Linked DNA regions of Mus musculus: all the other regions are linked to region 1. Evidence: chromatin contacts called from public Hi-C data. All regions are on one chromosome and are shown on one strand. The core of a region is the stretch at or near the end of the contact, and the rest is flanking DNA. Distances in the headings are between cores, read along the strand shown.

Region 1 (3,903 bases), core at 1,308-3,807:
TCGCCGAGAGACGCCGAGTTTTTGACCCAGTGTGAGAAAATATTAAGATGGTTCTGAGATTTCATCACCCGACGAAAATAAGGAATCCCCAAACTGCAGGGTCATGGATGGACTTTGGGGCTCGGGTTTCCAGAGGGGTCAGATTTCCCCTGGCTCCTCAAGTCTAGTGGAGAGAGGCTGGGTCTGAAGCAGTATCGGTTTTTCTGGCACCAGAACCACGGCTGAACACTAATGCGTTTAACAGTTGGACTTATTTTTAATCTACTGTATTAGGGAGCGCAAATTTAATCAAGAACAAAATGTTACCGACGGTGTTTTTGTTTCTGCGCATGCATACATTCCCAGTGCTGTCTCCGGTTCTCTTGAGCTACAAGCTCTCTGACTTATTTCATAACATTAGATTTTTTTTTTTTTAAGTGCCAATGTTTGTGGAGGGTGAAGAAGGAGAGAAATAAGGAGCTGGAGACGCCCCCCCCCCATCATTAAAGAAATAATTGCAGTACAGATTTTTTAACAATTGCTCTCCCTGCAGTGAATGTTGTTATGGACGGAGCTAATAAATGTCTTCAACCATTACTGCTGGGATACACTTTTGGCTTATTTTTCTGCCATTGGGAGGCATGGCTGGGTTGAGACATTCGGTTTTTTTTTTTTTAGCTCCCCCCCCCACCCCCCCCCCCCCCCCCGCCAACACCACCCCCCCTTAATCAAAGAAAGAGATCTTATCTCCCTAGCCAGCCTAGCTTACCCCCTCCCTCTGCCCTCCTCCCTGGATGCCTAGTTTACTGAAACCTGACTTGCAGGTCAGGGAACTGGTAACAGATTAATTTTACTCAAAGAGGAACACTAAGTATTTTGGCTGGGACACATGAGAATCCTGTTATAATATTACCATTTTCCCCTTTCTAAATTAAATATTAGGAAAAATTAAGCCAAGTAGTGGCCCACGCTACAGTGGAAAGTATTTCTCTCACAAACACGGGGAGATAAATGCTTGTGTGAGTGAAGGCACAATAAATACACATTATGTTAAAAAACCTAAGATTATGCAGGTTTTAGAGTTATAGCTAAAAGTGGTTTAGTGTTTCATGCCTAATAATAGATTACGCCTATCATATTTCCAACCTTCATTTCTCCTCCCTTTGAAGTCCAGCCATATAAAGGTTGTTTGTTGAACCACACTAAAGTTAAAGCAAACATTACTTAGGGTGATTCATACTGGCAAGAATTTGCAATGAAGGCAGTGGTGTGTGTGTGTGTGTGTGTGTGTGTGTGTGTGTGTGTGTGTGGTGTGCCTGAGTCAAAGGAAATGAAATGTTTGTAATATTTTTTTTCGGTTGATAAATTTATTAAAACATTCTAGAAGCTTCTAAGGGAAGCAGGGCTGACATACATAGACTCTCTGCAAACAGATTACACCCGGGGCCCCGTGGGGGAGGCAGACCTTAAAAGAGGGAAAAATTCTCTGGATTTCAGAAATTGCCACCAGGTCACAGCAATACTTAATTAACTGAATCCATTAACAGAAGGCTGTAACCTAGTTGTTAAGAAGAAGGAAAAAACAAAAGACAAAAAAAACCACACACACACACACACAAAAACAAAACAAAACAAAACAAAACAAAACAAAAAACCAAGAAAACAAAAAACAAAAAGAAAGAAAGAAAAGGAAGAGCAAAGTTAGGGAGTAGCTAGATTCATTTACTCCTCTGTTCTGTGCTTAGGATTAGCCTTTCAGAATGAGCAACCTGATTTTTTTTTTTTTAAAGGATCCATTTACCTTCCAGGCCTTTTCATAGCAAAACATTTTGTAGGGTTGCAAAAGAGATTAATTTGTTGCCAGTTGCTCCATACTGGCAGGGTTTCTGAATAAAGAATGTAAGCAATCTATCTTTGTTTGTAAGATATAATTAATCTGGCAGTTAAAATTCTTTGGAAACATTCTGATGACTTATGTGGAAAAGTGGAGCAAAGATTTCAAAGAAAAACTCAGAACTGTGTGCAGGGGAAGATAAAAGATATATGAAGTGTTTGTTCTAAGCGATACTATTCATTTACAGATCATAACGTAGCCCCACCCTGGCAATTATTCTGGAAAACAAGACAAATCTTTGTCTAGAGCCTTCTGACGGCGGTCTTGATTTGACAAACAAAATAAGCACATTACTGTTGTACTCTAATAGACTGCAAGCTGTTTTATTAGAGTCAGCTGAATCCTGTTTTGCATAAAAAAGAACACTGTTTGCTATGGAGAACACATTTATGTTAATAGGACTTTGACAAAGTAAAATAAAATCGCATTAAGATGCTGCAAAGAGATAAGACAATGAAATCTCCGGGAGAGAGAGAGAGTTTTGGCACACACTAATTACAGTCACGTCCCTGCAGGAAAAGAATATATTTTTACACCAACTATCCATGTGTTTGAAAATGCAGAGAGCTTAAAGCATAATTCCTGGTCTCGGCATTTCCTGGATGCGTCAGGCCCCGTGTGTCACTAAGGTGGTGACTGTTTTAAAGGAGTCTATCTGATAAATCCCACTTTCATTTTCAGCAGCAAAGGCAGGTTTCTTTCTGAATGTGAGCGAGCCTGCCATCATCCTGCTTAGTTTGAAGGGACTTTCCAATATAGGGCCGCTGAAAACAAGGTTTTAGATTACATGGTAATTTAGGAATGCATGAAAAGTGAAGCAGTTACCATAATAGGGTTCTGGGTAAACTTCATGGTTTTTAGAGCAAAACATAACAACATATGTTTTGTGATTTGTCTCAATGATTATATACATATATATATATATGTATATATATATATATATGTATATATATGCAATTTTGTTCGGGTACTATCAAAATATTTGGAGGCCTCATCTGTGCACAGCATTTTTATAACCTTATTTTGAAAACTGATGTCTCTTCTTTTAGTTCAGTCATTAAAAGGCAGGCGATGATGGACGCCTGAATGCCTTGGGTTTTATGACTAGTCAGTTCCTGGCAGCGGCCATATTTCTTCCCTAGTGAAACTTTAATATTCCTTTGGCCTTGTTTAGGCTAAAAAAAAATTTTTTTTTTTTTTTTCAGGATGTGTGTGTGGGGCAACTTTGCTACTCTGGCTGGCTACTTATAAATATCACCAACCAGATATCATACCAAGCAGATATCTGCCTCTCCCCCGCCCCCTGCTCCCCACCCCCCATGACTTAACACCCCACAAAATGAAGAGGCCAGAAAGGGAGACCTATTCTCCCTGGCTTCTAATAAATACTTCCTGCCCTGTGATTATGCTAGATTCTTTCCTGTTAAAAGAGGCAGGGTTATGGAGAAAACCTTGTCGGTGGACGGCGGCGCTATTGAAGGGAAGTGAGCCTCCTTGGAGTAGAACGGGACTGCTATTTGAATTGCTGCTTTGGAACTTGTCCTGAATGAGGCAGCTTTTATGAGAGGCCCGATTTTCAGCCCAGACTCTTTGATCTTCTTGAAGTTGCAACACCAGACACCAGGTGTCTCCACTTAGCTGAGCTGAAGGTCCTGGGAAAGAAGGTTGTGTCTCCAGAAAGGTTGACTGAAGCCTTGCCTTCCTTAGGGCTCCTTGCCTGGGGAAGTGTATAGGGGCTTGCTGGGACCAAAGAATACAGTCTTGGTGTTCTCACTGTTTTGGTAAGAGCTTGTGCCTCAACAGGGAAGGAACCTCAGTTCTGTATGGAATCCATGAATACTGGAGCCTCAGCAAACACTGAACTAGGCTTCCACATCGACCGTGAGTCGCCATCTTGGAAGGCGAGAAGCCATCACCCAGAGAATGGAAGCCTTTCATGTAGGTGAAGGCCAACTCTGTGGGAACCTTCTTCCTGGAACTCCTCAGCGAAGAGCTGGTTGATGCTCCAGTTTAATGTTCTGATCTCCACG
Region 2 (3,837 bases), core at 247-2,746, 280 kb after region 1:
TCCTGCCTCGTCCCAATCTTTGCCTTCAGTTTCACTCTGACAAAAGTTAAGATGTTATCATGACTTCAGGTTTGTATATCTTGTGGGTAGCTTTGCAGTTCTTTAGATTTTGATTCTTCTTTCATTCTTCTTCTTTAAATGCATCTGTTATAGTAATTAAATGATCATTTCCCCTCAAATCTCAGTGACTTTAAACTGATGATTTTGATTAGATTACTATAATTATTGTTACATTAAGATTTGTTTCAGGTTAATTGTGAATAATTTCCATTTGTTATCATTTTGTTATTATTTTCTACTCCCTTGATTAATTTGCAAGTTAGAGTTTTATGGTCTTTTCTGAAAACTTCATTTGCATACATTCATTATCCAAAACAGTGGCTTTTGCTATGTCAGTTCCATACACTGACCGTGCCCTTTGACACATTTCCATCCTTACACTTTGTTACCCCCTATTCCTGCCGGGCATCTTATTTCTCTTACACTATGCTGCAGTTAATGGATTGGAATAAACTTGTCTTATGGGCTTAAAATTTGAAGTATGCTTTGTGCCTGTTCAGTTATGTGTGTGTTTAACCTAAAAACCGTTTCTCTAGTGATTTTGGAACAGTATTTCTATCCTGTCCATTTTCCTAAATCATTGAAACATAGAAAACGATGTAATAAATTACTATAGAAAACAATTTAATAAATTATGTAATAAAAAATCTTCCTCCCTTAACTACCATCAACACATTACTATCACAAGTAAAGTTTTCCTAATCAAAAAATCTAAAATACCAAAATATTTCCCAAATCCTGAACATTTTTTAGCATTAATGTAACATTATTTCTCTATTTTCCTATATAATAATCGCTTAGTGTCTGATGGTTTCTATTGCTGAGAAGTGGCCATGACCATCACAGCAACTCTTACATAGGAAGACATTTAAATTGGGGACGGCATACAGCTCAGAGATTTAGTCTACTATTGTCTGGGTAGGAAGACATGGTGCTGCCGTGGTAGCTAAGAGTTGGATATCTGGGTTTGATCTACAAGCAACAGGAAGAAAGAGCAATACTGGGTCTGACTTGAGCTTCAGAAGACTCAAAGCCTACTGGTAATGCACACTTCCTCCAACAAGGGCACACCCCTTAGTATTGTCAACCGCTATGGACCTACAGGGACCATTTTCATTCAGACCACACAGCACTTATTTATGTCAATTTTATGTCCTCCCTGTCCAAATCGTCACCAACTTATATGAGAAGCTGGTTCTTTCTGTACACCACGCTTTGCAATCTGATATGATTATTACCTAATCAGTGAGTTTCCAGGAAACACAGGAAAATGTCACACAGCTTTGGAGACTATGACACCTCCAGAGGCATTGCCAATTTGGACAGAAAAAGGAGAGAAAAGAGAAAAAGCATCAAAGAAAAGTTGAACTCTCAACCCAAACTGCACAAACATAACACAGACAGGAAACAGTGTGTGTGAGCCCAGGAGGGGGTGGGACTCTGAGGCTCACCTGTGAGCCCTAGAGGATTAATCTTAGTGCCAGTAACCTGCTGATGGATGTCTAGCTGAATTTCAAAAACCGCTTGGGACAAGTGGCACCTTTTTATGGCCTTTGATTTCCTACATGTTTGAATGACAGTATCTGTAACTGTTTTCCAATAATGTCTGCACCACAATTATATTTAGGGAGAGGAGTGTTTGTGTCGTAAGTTCCCCAGGTTCACAGATGGATAGGTGGTTCCCATAGGGAGGATCATGACTAGACTCAAGAGACACAGGTGATGTACTTTTGTTTTGAGCTAATGAGATGCATAGTCTGGAGTTAGTGTTAGGTTGGGTGTGAATTTGGGATGGGTTGAGTAAATAAACACTGAATTATTGCGGTTGGTTGGTTACAGTTGGATGGAAGGGTCCCTCCAGATATATGAATAATTTATATTCAAAACTTGGGTCCCAGACAGTGGCATTCCTGAGAGCTGATTGCACTGTATGGATGCTAACTTCATCAAGAGTTTCAGCCATTAAGGCTGCAGCAGCTGAATCTGCCCACAGGCTGCGATGCTTGGTTGGTAGCAGGCCAGTGGAAAGTCACCTTGTCCCTAGATTGGGCTTTGAGAATCCCAATTCCCGTAACACAGGGTTACTGGCCAAGCACTACTTCTGGCCAAGCTGTGCTTTACCACTAACTCACTACACATGTTCGGAAGACCCTAGAAAAGCCCGCAGTTGTCTCTCTGCGCCTGCGTAGAGGCTGCCACCATTCTGTGAGTCTCAGCAATTTGTTGTGTGGTGTTACTTCGTGATATTCTTTGGCTCCCGGTTGCCAAGATACTTTTGTATCTGAAAGTCCTTTCAGGGGGTACCTGTCAGGCCCCGCACTTCTCACATCTTTCTCCTCCCTAGCTACTGTGATGTGAGCAGCCTCAACCATATGTTCCACACCAAGTGATTCTCTCTCCGCTTCACTCCTAAGCAGTAGAATCAGACAAACGTGTGTTGGAAGCTTCTGAAATCATGATCCAAGACCAACCTCGTAGAGCGTAGTTTTTGCTACCCTGGTTTAAGCTCCAGGTGGATGATGCTACCAGCCCCACCCAAGTTCACACACACACACACACACACAAGCTTATTTTTGATATACTTTAGTGCAATAGCCAGGCTCTTCCAAGCCTTTCTCGGCTATCTCACATCCTTCTTTTCACTCCGAACTCAGCACCCTAAATCTGCCCTCAACTTTAGTTGCTCAGTTACCTTCCCTTGTTCAGCATCCTAAATATGCCCTCAGCTTAATTACGTTTCTAATATCCTAGCTGGTACCTCAGGCCAGGTCAGGGGGGCGGCTGATGGCTACTCTGCCCAAGATCTCACGTGACTGACGGCTTCTTCTCTCTTCCCCACACCACAAACATGGACTATACTCTTCTTCTCCCCTATGTCTGCTAGCCTGCCTGTGGGAAAACTGGAAGTCCCGCCTATTCTGCCCAGCTCATTGGCCACTAGCATCTTCATTGATCAATCAAGAACCTATTGGGAAACAGGACCTTCGGTGTTCCCATGCAGACTCCCAATCACAACATCAGAACCATACCCTACACAACCTCTCCTTTTTAGAAATATTCTTAATTTCAGGTATTTTGTCTCAGTGATGGACCACTGAATGTCACGAGGTCTAAATGGCAGGCTCAAATTTAGTGATTTTTCCCTTAGACATATCTGTGTGCCAGTGTGGTCCAAGGGAGACTTGGCATAGGTAGCTGAGGAAAGAGAGTTGAGATGATCAGGTTGATGTGGACTCCGTAGCTGAGCTAGCGTCAAGAGGACTTTTATAAGAAGTGAATCTCAAATGTGTCGTGCGCTGAAAGGTTGGAGTACAGTCTCGTTTATGCTGGTTCCAGAGACAGAAGGAAGGGGGGAGGGGGTAGTTTCTCTTCCTACCTAGAAGCAGTCAGTCCTGCCAACACTGTGGGACTAGCCCACAGGCAAGTTGATTTTGGATTTCTGATCTTCACATGCAAAGATCAGATCTGTACCATTTAAAACCCAGCATTTCTAAAGGAGAGCAACAGGAAGCACACGTGTGCTTGAATATGATCATTTTCCTGGTTAGAACACAAGCGCATATATGCTGTATATTTGTATACGCATATGTGTATGTGCATATGTATGATGTATACGTATGTGTGTGCGGTATGTATGTTTAAAGTCACAGCATGTATTTGTGTTATTGTTTCTAGGTCAAGTTCAGAATTACAGTTATTTACTTTCATTATGTCTATGTTTGTATCTTCTTTTTTTCTCCTTTCCTGAAAATCACAGTCCTTGGTGACAAGACATTT
Region 3 (3,833 bases), core at 246-2,745, 320 kb after region 1:
TTGCGCTCGAAACCACAATTTCTTAGGCTCTTCGGCAGAAAAGCAGTATTTGTGTTTCCCACAGCATGGCGGGGGTGGTTGACTAATAAACGCTTGCATGTTATTTCAAAGATGACAAGGGCCAGCTATTACAGTGTATTATTATCTCATTCTCTTTCCCGAGCTGGTGTGAGTGTTGGGTTACGGCTGGCTCGCCCATCTACTTACGCATGTTCTCTTCACTGGAGGAGTCAAATTTCAGCCTAGCACAATCGATGAATGTTTATGAGGCTCATTATGGGTCTAGACTCCCCTCATGCTCAGTGCCATTATGAGCAAACACTAAGGCTTGGCTTTGAACCTCGTGGTATCTTATGCTGACCGGCTTCACTTACATCCTGGTTTGTGTACTTGGGGTCCTGTTTCTGTATTCTGTAGAATGCTTGGCCACTTGCTGGCATCACATAACTGTCCAATAAAAGTAGTGATAAAGTTGTAAATTGTTCTCTTGATTTGCCTCCATATTAAAAAATAGACTACACAGGAAGAAATACGTTCTCATGGTTTTTGGCAAAAGACAATTCAAAGCCTTTGTTAATGGGAACACAGACTCTTCTCTCTCCTGCTTAGTAATCAGGAAGATGAAAACTATTTACGCAAAGAATCCTGGCTGGATCATCCTTAAATCATTTATAACTCACTGAGTGCTTTGAATAATGGAGAAGCTAGGGGGGCCTCTGATTCAATTTTATCTCCTTTGTTTCTTTACTATCTTTGTGCTTTCTTACATTTAGAAGAATGTTACAAAAAAGAGGGTTGGGATTTTTTTTTAAAGAAAAGCTATTAAAAGCTTTTAGGAGGACTTGAGCTTTAATCAAACCTTTCTGTATTCAGGGAGGCCAAATCTCCATGGACCTGGAGACAGCCTGAACGTTAAGCATTTGAAAAGCAAACTAAATTCATGAGCTAAGCCTTGCTTCCTTCCCCTGTCAGCCTTATCATTCTTATAATAGATGCGACATTAGCTCAGTACATTCTATGACACAAAGTCTCCATTAGATCACAGTATCAAATGATGGGAGCGCATATTTACCTGACATTTTTCATTTATAAGTGCTACATTGCATATGTATTCATCTTCCTAGGCTAATTACTAAAAATAAAAAAAAAAAACCCAAAACCTCGGTAGTTTAAAAACTGTAGCTATCTTCCATGTTACAGTTCTGGGCCCAGCTCAGCTCAGCAGGCTCTCAGATCTATCTCAGCTGCTGAAATCAAAGCTGTACATGGTGTAATTGCTTGCAGGAGGCTCTAGGGCTGGGTTCAACTCTGAGCCTTTTTACACGGTTCTCAGAGCCCCATTCCGTAGGACTGTGGTTTCTGCTTCCTTCCTGGGTATTACGTAGATGTTTTTCTCAATAAGTACAGGCTACCTGCCTCTGATGACTAACCAGCTCCTCTCTCTCTCTGTAAAGCTAGACATCAAAGATCAAGTCCTTTTACGTGTTGAACCTTTAGCTCTCCTCTCTTCTCAATGGCTCACTTGATTCGATTAGGCTCACCCCAATAACCTAGAGCAATCTTACCATATCCTTATCTGGAAACTCCATTCTGCCCTCTAGTTCTTTTGCCATGTCAGCTTTGTACGACTCTGTGGTCAGGAAAGTCCATATTTTCCTTAGCTTATGGTGTGCATTAGGCAAGGGTTGCAGCGTTAGTCTGAAAGGCTTGTTTTTATTTTATGTGTCCAGCACATGTCTGTGCACAGTGACCCTGCAGAGCCCATGAGGGATGGTTGTGAGCTACCTTGCAGTTGCTGGGAACTGAGTTCTGATCCTTTGAAAGGTGACAAGTCCTCTTAGCTACTGATCCATCTCTACAGCCTCAGCTATCCTCATTTATAGATGAAGGAAGGCAGTGTCTTTGTGGTGTAATTAGTAATGATAATGAGAAGGTCAGTGGCTGGAGATCTTAGTTTCTGCTATTGTTAGCTTTAATTAACATTCAAGAATGCACAGCAAAATATTTCATCTGGGGACGTGAAGATGAAAGATACAGCTTATAATAGTTAATCTTCGCTGTTAAAATACCTGGACTTAAAATCAACCAGAAGCCCTACCTCTGTATTATCCTGTGAGGGCATTTTTCAGAGAGGTAGGTCCCATCTAAATGTGTGTCACGCCATCTCATTATCCCTGGTCCTAGTCTGAATAAAGAGGGAACCATGAGCTGAACACCCACATTTATCTCTCTCTGTTTCCCTGGAGATGTAACGTGACTAGCTGCTTCATTCTCCTGTCAGCATGGCTTCCCATGGTGATGGTCTGTATCCCTTCAAACAGTGAGCCAAAAGAAGTCCTTCCCTGCTTAAGTTGCTTTAGACAGACGCTGTGTCACAGCCATAAAAATAAGTGGTTCAAAGCAACCACACTCCTGCACCAAAACCCACACAGATACATACACAGACATTTTAAAAAAAATTAATATTTATAGAATTTGTATTTTTTTTTCTGTGTGAGTGTATGCATGCAAACCTGGGCGTGAAGCAATGGAGGGCCATGAAATCATACGCTAGGGAAGGCATCCATGTATAATGTGCCCTCACACTTAGGGATGCAAAGACATGGGGTTGAATGGAATAGACTAGACTAGGCTAGACTAAACTAGAAGGCTATGAAAGGAAAAAAAAAGAAAAAGAAAAAAGAAAATGAGTTTAGAGCTCTGATCCCAGCACTCGGGAGTTTGCAGCAGGAGAGACGAGTTTACAGAAGTCGAATCACAAACGATTTTTTTTTTAACCTCAACAACCAACACCAAACAAAAAATATCCAAGTCAAAACTGTTGATTGCTCGGTAGCTTTCTTTTCCACAGAACAGTTTTCTTGCTTGAGGCAATAGGACACAGGCTGATTATCCTGACCTGGGTATTTAAATATGGTCTTCAAGGTGAGCAAATGCATCTCATTCAGAGGAGGCAAGTGATAGTTTTTGTTCTCCATGAGGACATTTGGGTTTTCAAGTTTAGCATCTGAATCCTTAAAGGTTTTTCTGGTTTTGCTGTGTTTGTTTCTGAGACAGGGTCTGACCATGTGGTCCAGGCTGGTGATTTGGTCCAGGCTGACCTCGAATTCACCAGCCTGTCAAGTACTGAGATTATAGACATGTGTCACCTCATGTAGCTTAAAGGTTCTTCTCTGACAAAATTTGATGGTGTGTTGATTGATATACTTTGTTATAGCTTCATGTCATTATTGGGATTGTTTAAATAATTTAGTGACTCAGGTTTTCAAAATTGCCAATTCGAGATACTCCAAACTGCTCATGGGTAACAATCCACCAAAAGTGAAAGACAGGCACATAGATGGCTGAGCACTACGGAGAAAAGGCTCACCCAATGTGTGTCTAGATCTACACACAATTTAATTTAAAAACACTGTCATTTGTTTGCGTGTTGGACCAAAGGATACCAACACTGGCCTAAAATTATTGATAACGGCTGGAGATCTAGTTAAATTCAGAGTGCTTGCTTAGCATGCATGAAACCCTGGGTTTGATGTCCAGCCCTATAAAAACTGGACATGGTGGTACATACCTGCCAACCAGCACTTGGGAAGTGGAAGAGCAAAGATCAAAAATGGAACACCACTCTCCTCCACATAGAATGCTCGAGTCCAGCCTAGACTATACGAAATCTTCCTTGTCTCTAAAAGACGAGAAGAACATACATCAAAAACTTGCACATGGGCTGGAAAGATGGCTCAGTGGTTAAGAGCACTGGCTGCTCTTCCTAAGGTTCTGAGTTCAAATCCCAGCAACCACAGGCAAACATGCGGGCAGAATGCTATAGACATAAT

The links. A called contact is a pair of places that touch in the nucleus more often than the background predicts.
Region 2: a Hi-C map of Th1 cells shows a contact between it and region 1, with 2.3 times the contacts expected there. The contact joins two enhancer-like sites. A contact is called at or near these places in 6 of 484 Hi-C or Micro-C datasets (the AML12 cell line, Th1 cells, liver and 2 more) and 1 of 9 other capture datasets (embryonic stem cells).
Region 3: a contact with region 1 is called in a Hi-C map of regulatory T cells, with 2.9 times the contacts expected there. The contact joins two enhancer-like sites. A contact is called at or near these places in 1 of 484 Hi-C or Micro-C datasets (regulatory T cells) and 1 of 115 datasets of contacts at active chromatin or transcription factors (regulatory T cells).

What each region holds. Positions count from the first base shown.
Region 1 is chr10:68,353,739-68,357,641 of GRCm38.p6, forward strand. No RefSeq gene overlaps it. Among named protein-coding and RNA genes, the nearest start is that of Gm32748, 15 kb to the left of the region's middle. Within about 2 kb of position 2,558, at least 108 of the 459 cell types and tissues checked have an H3K27ac peak or open chromatin away from gene starts, as enhancers often do. A contact at or near this core is called in Th1 cells and regulatory T cells, where this site is marked.
Region 2 is chr10:68,632,290-68,636,126 of GRCm38.p6, forward strand. No RefSeq gene overlaps it. Among named protein-coding and RNA genes, the nearest start is that of Tmem26, 90 kb to the right of the region's middle. Within about 2 kb of position 1,497, at least 6 of the 459 cell types and tissues checked have an H3K27ac peak or open chromatin away from gene starts, as enhancers often do. A contact at or near this core is called in Th1 cells, where this site is marked.
Region 3 is chr10:68,672,341-68,676,173 of GRCm38.p6, forward strand. No RefSeq gene overlaps it. Among named protein-coding and RNA genes, the nearest start is that of Tmem26, 49 kb to the right of the region's middle. Within about 2 kb of position 1,496, at least 60 of the 459 cell types and tissues checked have an H3K27ac peak or open chromatin away from gene starts, as enhancers often do. A contact at or near this core is called in regulatory T cells, where this site is marked.